Regions from separate parts of the Larimichthys crocea genome. Here region 2 is linked to region 1. The links are chromatin contacts, called in public Hi-C maps. All regions are on one chromosome and are shown on one strand. Each heading gives the region's core, a stretch centred on a gene start, on an enhancer-like site or on the middle of the called end of the contact. The rest is flanking DNA. Distances are from core to core; before and after follow the strand shown. Region 1 holds the start of LOC104936032 (coagulation factor XIII A chain). Region 2 holds the start of ppp1r3g (protein phosphatase 1 regulatory subunit 3G).

Evidence for each region. A called contact is a pair of places that touch in the nucleus more often than the background predicts.
Region 2: a contact with region 1 is called in a Hi-C map of muscle, with 3 times the contacts expected there. The contact joins the promoter of ppp1r3g here to the promoter of LOC104936032 in region 1. A contact is called at or near these places in 3 of 7 Hi-C or Micro-C datasets (all in muscle).

Annotation. Positions count from the first base shown.
Region 1 is chrXXIII:19,174,634-19,179,789 of L_crocea_2.0, reverse strand. LOC104936032 (coagulation factor XIII A chain) reads left to right here and starts at 2,644. Exons shown (of 18, transcript XM_010751971.3): 1 at 2,644-2,694; 2 at 3,349-3,430; 3 at 3,513-3,609; 4 at 3,688-3,864; 5 at 4,289-4,537; 6 at 4,791-4,909; 7 at 4,986-5,093. The coding sequence starts at 3,377.
Region 2 is chrXXIII:19,322,925-19,328,080 of L_crocea_2.0, reverse strand. ppp1r3g (protein phosphatase 1 regulatory subunit 3G) reads left to right here and starts at 2,762. Exons shown (of 1, transcript XM_010751746.3): 1 at 2,762-4,217. The coding sequence starts at 2,991. The coding sequence ends at 3,803. cyb5a (cytochrome b5 type A (microsomal)) reads left to right here. Exons shown (of 5, transcript XM_010751748.3): 5 at 1-233.

The DNA of each region.
Region 1 (5,156 bases), core at 1,395-3,894:
GGTACTGACTCTCTCCCGAGGTGACGGAGAGACGCTCGGCTCGTGTCTGGACGGAACCTCAGAGGACGAGGAGAATAATTGGACATCAGTACTTCCTCCATCCACCACGGGGGAGTCGTGACCTTTGACCTTGATGATGCCAGCGGCTCTGTGAGGAAGTGGAGGCTTCTTCTTTGTTTGTTTTCTGAGGAGCAGCTTGACCTCCGCTGGTTTCACTTCCTGTTTTGTGTCCTTCTCTTGGAGACGTTTCTTCAGGAAAACAGGAAGTGGAACGTTGGTTAACGTGACCAATCAGCAGCAGCGTGTCAGGGTGACCTCACGGGCCTGGTCTCCTCGCGCAGGTCGATCCAGAGTCGACGGGTCCTGATGAAGGCGACGTCACGAGAAGTGACCCGGCTCTGATCAGTCAAATGTGATGAGATGAGAACCTTTAGAGTCTTGAAGGTCTCTGTAATATGAATAATGAGTAAAAACACATTAGAGTGTCACAGGAAAAGTTCTCGCTATGTCATAATCTGAAAGTTAAGGATCGATTCGACTTTAATAAAGTGTAAGAAGAAAACTAACAGATTTATGGATTTGTCGACTAACCCAGTCAGATTTTCAGGAATCAGACTGAGTCAGAACTTTAGATACATCCTCAGTATGATTTGTTTTAATATTCAGAGAGAACCTTTGTAATCTGAATCGTGCTACATTAACAATCTGAGCGGATTAAAAATAAACTTAAACAGGATGTAGATATGCAGAAGGTCGTGTGATAACTAAAAATGACAAAATAATTTTTAGTAAATCTGAAATGTTAAACAGGTTGTTGCACTAAATAAAAGTGTTACAGTCACCTGGTTACTTCAGGAGATGAACTAAGAAGCAAATATATTCATTTGATTCTCTTTGTTTTATGTTGAAAGGTTTCACATCCCAGCACTGGTTGTGTTGACATATTTAAAGTATTTTGGTATTTTTTGGTGCATTTTGGGGCAAAAAGAGGGAAAATGTCAACACACTGAAAATCATCTGAATTAACAATCAGTAAACAAAAAGTCACTGTTATTGTAACTGAGTACATTTGTCCAAACTGGTCAAAAGTTCAGTATTTTAGGTCAGTCAACCAGCGGTGGTTAATGTTTAATGTCACTGTTGATCAGGTCAGAGTTTCAACACGAGGTCGAAGTCACCAGCACACACACTTCCGTGTTCTGATGGTGTGTGTGTGTGTGTGTGTGTGTGTGTGTGCACATGTTTATCCTCACACTTATCTTGTTAGTTTGTCTGGTCATTATCAGCAACATGTCAAATTTCAGCTTTTATATCGGTCTCTTTGTATGAGTTCATTTTTCTGCACCATCATCGGGTCAGTTGTTAATTTGAGGTGATATTTATATTCTGTCTTCAACAATCACTCCTAATAATCTCTAGATGACAGCGAGGTCCTCAGAAGACACCGAAACACTGCTGGACCCCACAACGGACAAAAACAGGAATGTGTGTGTTCTGTTTCGACAAATTTAAAGATTTAAAGATCTTCCAGCTTCATTCAAAAGTTTTTTATTCCATCAAATGTGTTTTATATATATATATATATATATATATATATTATTTTATATATATATATTATAAATGTAATTATCAAATATAATATGTATATATTGTTATTTTCCGAAACAAACACATAAAGGGGGTCTAGGACAGAGGGGTCACCCCTGTAGATTGTAAAACCTCAGAGGAAATGCACTTTGTGACTTTGGACTATACAAATAAAATCTGATTTGATTGATTGATAAAGTGATTTACCTCACACTATCACCAGTGGTGGAAAGTAACTGAATACATTTGCTCAAATAATTGTACAATTATTTGGCGTGACTGGTGCTTTAATTGAATATTTCCATTTTGTGTTGTTTATTTTACTACATAGTGGCAAATATTGTAGCTTCTACTTCAATTTGACACTTTAAGTTACTTTTTACATGAAGACAATCATATACAACAATGATATTCTTAGATAGATACATTACATTTATTAAAATATAATATACAGTATATTTTAGAGACTCCTCGATGTACCACTCAAAGGGAGTTGGGATACCACCAGTGGTACTTGTACCACAGTTTGAGTACTTTCATTTTTGCTAGTTTCTCTACATTTTGCTAAAAATACTTTATGCTTTTACTTCCTTAGGATTTTGAATTCAGGACGTTTAGTCGTAAAGTATTTTTAGACTAATTGTACTTCATTCAGTAAAGACATGAGTACTTTTCCTGTACTGTCAGCGACAGGTAAAAACAAAATGACCCATGATTGTTTGTTTTGTTTTTTTCGGTTGTTGTAGCCCTGAAAAAATATATTATTATTTTTTTTACTTTTAAAAAAATCATCAAAATGTTTTTTTAATGAAAAAAGCAAAACTTTTATGTGCAATATATTTTTTTAATATCATTTTTAATACAGCAAGATTTAGTTTTTATTCTGTTTTTTTACATTAATTTTTCATCACTGTAGTGATATTAAAGCAGGAAACAAATTACACAACACACACATTGTGTGTGTGTGTGTGTGTGTGTGTGTGTGTGTGTGTGTGTAAAGAGGAAGCAGTGTGTGTATATAAACGGCTGTTGAAGTCGGTCTGATCATCGTCTGATCTGATCTGATCATCAGAGACTCGACACAAACTTCTCCTCTTCATCAAAGCGGTGAGACGCTCTCTCTCTTAATTAATGCATGAATTCTTCAAATCTGTTTATTTTGTTTTAAACTGCAGGTTATAAAGAATTAAATACAAAGCAGATTATTTCATATCGTTTACAATGTTATTCTTACATTTAGTTTTCTTCTCAGTGTGTGATATTTTCTTATAATATGTTTTTAATATTTATTTTAGTCTGGAAGAGGGAAAACTATATTTCAGAATAAATAATTCTTAAGATTAGAAAACAGACAAAACAATCTGTTGTGCGTCAGACTTTTGTGATTCCCCATGTTAGGCACACATTATTTTAAATTTATAATATTCAGGTATTTCTGAACATTCCTTTATACATGCGTTATATTTAATAGTGTTTTCCACATCATTTAATTTTCAATCTGTGAGAAGAAATGTTCATTATTTTTTTCAATGAAAGTGTGTTTTTTTCATTCGAATCCCAGCTTTATACATCTGCAACACAATCATTATTAGTGTAGAGTAATTGATTTTTTTAAAAGGTGTATATAACTTTTATTTCTAGTATATTGTTGTTTATATTATATATACCACCAAGTGAACTAAATGATGTCTTATTTATATTTATATCTGTCTTTAGATTTGTGTGTTTTTATTGAAATATATTTTTGTTCTTTCTGTGCAGTGACCTCAGTAAAACCTGATTCACCGTCATGTCTGCTCAAACCAACGACTCAAACAAATTCAAGGGGCGCTACAATGAGCCGGTACTGTACGAATAACAATATAATTCAGTCATTAGTTGCTCTTTGTTCTTATTTAACAATGTTATGTTTGAATGGTCTTTAGGTGCCGACCTCCAACCTCATGAGTGATGAAAATGACTTCCCAGAGTTTGAACCCTTTGATGAACAGGCCACGCCCAGAAGCCATGCACCTGTGGGCGGTAAGATGTTTCATTTTTTGGATTTTTATCTTTCTGTGTCCAGAAATGATCACTAACATGAAAACATGGTGTACTCAGCACCTCTGTCGGTGCAGCACGTCGACATGTGTCAGCAGATAAACAAACCGAACCACCACACGAGCGCCTACGACATCCAGAACCTGGTGGTCCGTCGCGGTATGGAGTTCGTGATGCTCGTCACGTTCAGCCGCCCGCTGACCCCACAGGACGACTTCCAGCTGGAGTTCCTGATTGGTGAGTCTGAATTCTGATCTCACTTCTCATTGGCCGGTGTCAGTCAGAACTTTGAGTTTCAGCTGTTTGAACCAGAGAATAATCAGATTTGTCTATTTCTGTTCCGGAGCGCGCTCAGTGGCCTCAGCTCCGCCCACATGAGACCAACAGTTAAAGCTCCCTCGTTAACCAATTAGCTGATGAAAACAGTCGCCTGTCACCAAACAATTAGACGACTATCAGTTCATTAGGCAGCATCGCATTCGTTTGGCTGGCTAATTAGTACACACACACTCCCCATGGCACTGCGTTTAGAAAACACACACAGCTGCTGCGTCTGACAGATGTTCAACGACGTCTCAATAAAATCCAAAATTAAACTATCTGACAAAGTTAAAGCTACATTTCTCTGAGTGTCTCGTTGTACCTCCTCTTCCTCCTCCAGGTTCAGACCCTTCAGTCAATAGAGGCTCTCTGGTGGTGGTGACCTGCAGTTCCCGTCAGGGTGGTCCGTGGTCGGGGCAGATTAAGGAGATGCAAGGTGCATCTGTGACGATTGGAGTCACGCCGTCAGCCAACGCCATCGTGGGGAAGTTTCGTACCTATGTGGCCGTCGTGACAGGCACCGGCCTGCAGCGAACCAAGAGGGACCCCAACACCGACCTGTACCTGCTGTTCAACGCCTGGGCCCCAGGTACGAACACTTCTACTGCCTCCTAGAGGCTGAGACAAAGGTTCTGTCCTGTTCTGTGTCTGGCAAGCTCTCACCAACGACTAAAAGTCAGACTCAGATTTACTCTTGTCCGGCGGCACCTGTCCCGATCCAAAACTCCTGTGGTCCAAACACTAACACTCCCCCGGTGCTCTGAGCTCACAGTCCGGGCAGCCTGGCTAACAAACTGAGCTAACATGAGCTAACAGCAGCTAACAACTCTCTATCTGTGCAGAGGACGCCGCGTTTTTCCCTGATGAAGCCGGACGGAGGGAGTACGTCCTGAACGACGTCGGCATTATGTATCAGGGTTCTGCTGGCGCTGTGTCACAACGCAACTGGATGTTTGGACAGGTACGCACAAATATTCAAAGACACCGTGACAAGTCACGAAGAAAGAACCTAAAGCTGATGTGTTACCTCCATGCAGTTTGAGCGTGGTGTTCTGGACGCCTGTATTTACATCCTGGATGCGTCTCGGATGCCGATCTACGACCGGGGCAACGTCATCAAACTGGTCAGGAAAGGGTCCGCCATGGTGAGAACACAGAGTGGAAAAACTTTAATTCAACATTGTCCAATTAGACGTATTAATTAGTCA
Region 2 (5,156 bases), core at 1,513-4,012, 150 kb before region 1:
ATTTGTTTGTATCTTTTTATATCTTTGTAACTGAATGTTAATGAGCTCATAAATATGCAATCATGCCACCGTCATGTGACCGCTCCACATGAAATACTGATTATGTCTTGAAGAAAATGTATGAAGCGAGCCTACGAATCTCCAGCTGTGTTTGGATTCATTCATGTCAAATATTCGCCTTCATTGAAAATGACTGCTTTTGATAATTTGGTTAAAGTTTTGTTCAAACGTTGTGTGAGGCTCAAATTTCTTGAACTCTGAGTGGAGCTGTTTGTATGAAACATGTTGAGCTTTCTGCAGCAGATTAGCTTCTGATCATCGATAATGATTAGGAACTGATCAGGTGGTCACTCCTCCGTCCTGAATATCAACCTCACAGCACATTTCTCCTCACCTGTGCTGATTTAAACTGAGCTAAACCTTTTTTGACCTGAAGTGGTTTCAAAGTTTCCAGTACGTCACAGAAAAAACGACTGAAGGAAAATCTTTGATCGTGTCATTGATCAACTCCTGACTGCTTTGAGTCCAGACCCAAAGGTTTGAAACGACCTGTCTAATTACACAGAACTATTGTTTGAAGAGAATTCAGGTGAAAGTCAAGGTACATTTGCAAATATATAATCACACCTTTAGTTATAAGTATTGGCCAAATGACCCAAAGATGATTGGAGATGGTTCAAACACTTTGGGAACCATCAGGCAGCAGAACTTGAACAAACGTGAATCTGTCGGCAGAAGATTACATGTCTGCAGAGCAGATGTGACTGAGATCTGGACACACGTGCAGCTTCTTGTTTTAAAAATAAAAATCATTAAAAGTCATAAAATTAGTTTTTCACTTTTATCAATCATGTTCTTGACTCTTAAAGGTCCAGTGTGTCCAATTTAGAGGCATCTCTCGGTGCACTTGCTGATTGCAACCCCCTTGATTCACCCTCTCCTTCCTAGCATTGATAAATGAGAAACTATGGTGGCTGAAAAAAAAAAAAGAACAGCTCATATCTGGAGCCAGTGTTTAGTTTGTCTGCTCTGGGCTACTGTAGAAGCAAAACAACAACAATGATTCTTCTTCTCAGGTGTTTTCACACAAATGAAAACAGAGTTTTAATATTAGATTCTGATAATCAATGACCCAGCTTCAACCTGCAGAAAGTTCAGCACAAACTGAGAATTTAAATAATCATAAAAACATCATAAAGTTTTCTTTTCTGGGCAGTTGATATGATGAAACTTGTTTTGGCTGTTGAAGGCGTTCACTCTGTCCGAGGCCATCGGCTCATCAGACATATGACTTCAACTTATCAGAGCAGTTTAATGAACAACGAGTCAAAAACAAATGATATTGATTTAGTTTGTGTGTCGTCTATATTTGGACAACAGCGTCATTGCATGTTGATTCATGAGACTGAAGAATCAGATGAAGGTCAGACAGTGGAGAAATGCTGCCATCTACAGCCTCAAAGCCTTCAACGCATGTTGCTGCTTTGATCAACATGATGTAATAATGTCTCCTATTTTGAAGTTTTCCTTCAAAAACGTCAACAGATAAAAAACAAATCATTCAGACACTGAATGTTTCTTTACATGTCAGGTGTCATATTTCTTAAAGGGACAGCGCAGCGAGCTTTAGTTAATTCAAACTTGGAACGTTCTGTCAACGCTACAGAAACACTCTGTAACTGTTCAGTATGAGAAGGTTGTCTGTCTGACGCTGATCTATCTGATCTCATTGGATGGTTGTGGTGGGGGTGGAGCTCATTTTGAACTGTTTTGTATTGTAACTGTCATGTTCAGGAAGCAAACTACGATTGAAAGCTCTAGAGGGAAGTGGACCTTGAGTTGATGTCAGCTCATTAGATCACAGTTTGGTGTATTTTACACTCACTCATCATATTTAATATAAAAGAACGTTAAAGTTTCTGTGAGCAGCTGATGAAAAATGTGAGATGAGGAAACTCCTCCTTGTGACATCAGCATGATGGAGGTGATGACCACACAAGTTTGTTCACTGGCTGCTGTGTGACGCACTTTTGGAGCCACGTGGTGAAACAGTGCTGTGTTACATAACAACAGACAGTTTGATTCTCAGAAACGTTTTTATAATGTTGTCTTCATGTTACAATGAAACATGAGCCTGTAGAAGTGTCTAATGTCTCCTTATTTATAGTTACATAACTTTATTCATATGTCATGTAGAGACAAGCTGGAAGTGTTTGAAAGTGACTTTTCAAAAAACAGACTATATGTACTAAATTTTTGAATGCTGTGTAATAATAATGATATTGGCACATGTGTAATAATAATGATAATGGCACATGTGTTATAATAAAGATATTGGCACATGTATTATAATAATGATATTGGCACATGTGTAATTAATAATGATATTGGCACATGTGTAATAATAAAGATATTGGCACATATGTTATAATAATGATACTGGCACATGTGTAATAATAAAGATATTGGCACATATGTTATAATAAAGATATTGGCACACGTGTTATAATAATGATATTGGCACACGTGTATAATAATGATATTGGCACACGTGTTATAATAATGATACTGGCACACGTGTTATAATAATGATATTGGCACATGTGTATAATAAAGATATTGGCACATGTGTTAGAAGTTCAATATTACTTCAATATGACGCAGGAGTTTTACTTGTAATGGAGTATTTTTACTTTGTTTATTGGTACTTTTACTCAAGCCACTGAAGATTAATGTTGTTCATTTTATTTTGTTTTTGTTTGTTGTTGTTGTGACGTCATGCTCGGTGGTATAAAGGTGACGTTTCTTACGTGATGGGGCGCGTGTTTCTGTGACAGCAGCTGCAGACTGCACGCGCTCTGTTGTCACCACCTTGTCCTCTGGAGGGGCGGGAGTCTCTAATCTATACAAGCTGCCCCGCACCGGGACTCCCGCGGACTCCGGACCGGCCTGCAGCTACAGCACACAGGCCGCCTGGCTGCCAGGCACCAATGTCCCGCTCACCGCTCCAGTTCCACAACGGGGGCGAGCCGCAGTCCATGAAGAACGGCCTGGAGGAGGAGGAGGAGGATGAGGAGGGAGATCTGGACGACGAGGTGGACGCTTCCCACCTGGAGAGGTTTATGAAGGACAGGAGGAGAGCCCAGTCTCTGCCCGCCTACCCGACGGCGCTCCTGGACGGCGTCCCCGGGAGCAACGAGAGGAAGCGGGTGAAGTTCGCCGACTCCATGGGCCTGAACCTGGCCAGCGTCAAGCACTTCAGCTCGCTGGAGGAGCCGCAGATCCCGAGCAAAGTTCTGTCCAGACACAAGAGCTTCCCGCCGCAGCAGCAGGACTTTCTGAACGACCTGTGCCAGAGCTTCAAGTCCAGCTTATACACGGACCGGTTGGTGTCCTGCTTCCCGGAGCCCCGGGAGGTGGAGCGGAGAGTCCAGCAGCTCCACGTCTGCCTGGAGAGGGTCACCATCACGCAGTTCGACGTGCGGGGGCAGATCCGGGTCCTCACCGGCTGCAGCCACAAAGAGGTCGGGGTGAGGTACAGCTTTAACGACTGGCTGTCCTACGTGGACGCGCAGGCTCTGCCCGTGGCCGCGGATCAGCCGGGCTTTGTGGGAGAGCGGTTCAGCTTCACCGTGTACACGCCGCCCGTCATGGACCCCACATCGGCCGTGCACTTCGCCGTGTACCTGAAGAGTGTGGAGGGGGAGTTCTGGGACAACAACGAGGGGCAGAACTACACCCTCAGGTACCACTGCATGCCCAGCACCGCACCTTTTGTCAGCGCCGCCTTCCACGCCACCTGAGCGGTGCGCAAAGCCCCGCGCGTAAAAGCTCTCCATCCACGTGCTGAAGGAAATTCTTTGATATGCAGCTGCTGATTCTTCATATTCGGTCACGTGGAGGTCAGAGGACTCTGTCACACTCAGAGGATCTGCTGTCTCTCACGGATGTGGGAAGTTTTTCAAAATAAAAACCAACCTACAGATTTTTCCTGGCTGTGACTCTGTGGAGATTTTTAAAGGATCGAAACACAAAACGACTTCACACTCTTCAAACCTGTTTGATAAATCCTGAACAGTCTGAAATCAGTCAGACCAGCTGTGGACCTTGAAATCTCTGATTTGAATTCAGCCGATTGTAATAATTCTAATAATGAATCGAGGATGTGATGAATGTTTTTGTGATCTCATCAAATAAAAGTTGATTTCATAAATGAACAGCGCTCGTGTTTCATCTCTGATGACACTTTATGAGTGGAAACTGTTTCTCAAACTGTGGCTGGTGGACCTTCCTGTAGTGCCACTTTGCATGCATGTATCCATTATTAGTTCAATTGTGACGTGAGGTAGTTCACACAGTTTAAATGGATGCTTCATAAACTGGAAATATGAGGAGGAGAAGTTCAGATCAGGAGAAACTCTTTAGTTTAGTAGGTTCTGTGTCTTGACCCGGTTCTGCTCAGGATCCATCAGTCAACAATAACTGATCTTCTGAACTTCCTCCTGCATGAAGCGTCTGCAGCGGCTCTGTTGTGATGGTTCTACCGTCTGTCCTCGACCCGTCTCTCGTCTTTACACGAGGGACAAAGTCCAGAAGTTCAGCACCTCTGAAAATAGTCCCATCGACAAATGTGACGACATCTGTTTGATGTGTCAACACGGACAGGTTCAAAGTGATGAAGGAATATTTCAGGTAACTTTCAGGCTGCAAACACTGAAGAGTTTATTGATTAACACGGCCAGTCATTAATAATCTCATCAGCTCAACAGAAACATGAGTTGAAGATGCTGCTGCAGGTCAGTTTGGTTCAGCTGTTAACACTACGTTTCCCATGATCCTTAGCAGCACACTATAGAGCAGGTGTGGAAGAGATGCAGTGATTTAAAATACTGTCAAACACGTCAGCTTTGGTCTGTGACTGAAGTGAAATGCATCTTGGGAGTCGTGGTTGACTTTTCTCCTGAGCGACGTTCAGTCCGTCCGGAGTGGACCGGGTCAGAACCTGGTCTGAAGTCCTTCTTGTGAATGCATGACTCTGCAGAAACTGTGTTTCTCTGATGAAACAAGCGGCATGGATTGAGCAAACCTGTGTGTGTTTGAGTGTGTAGGAGGGCCAGCGTACTCGACCTTAAACCAACAGATGGGTCTATTAATAG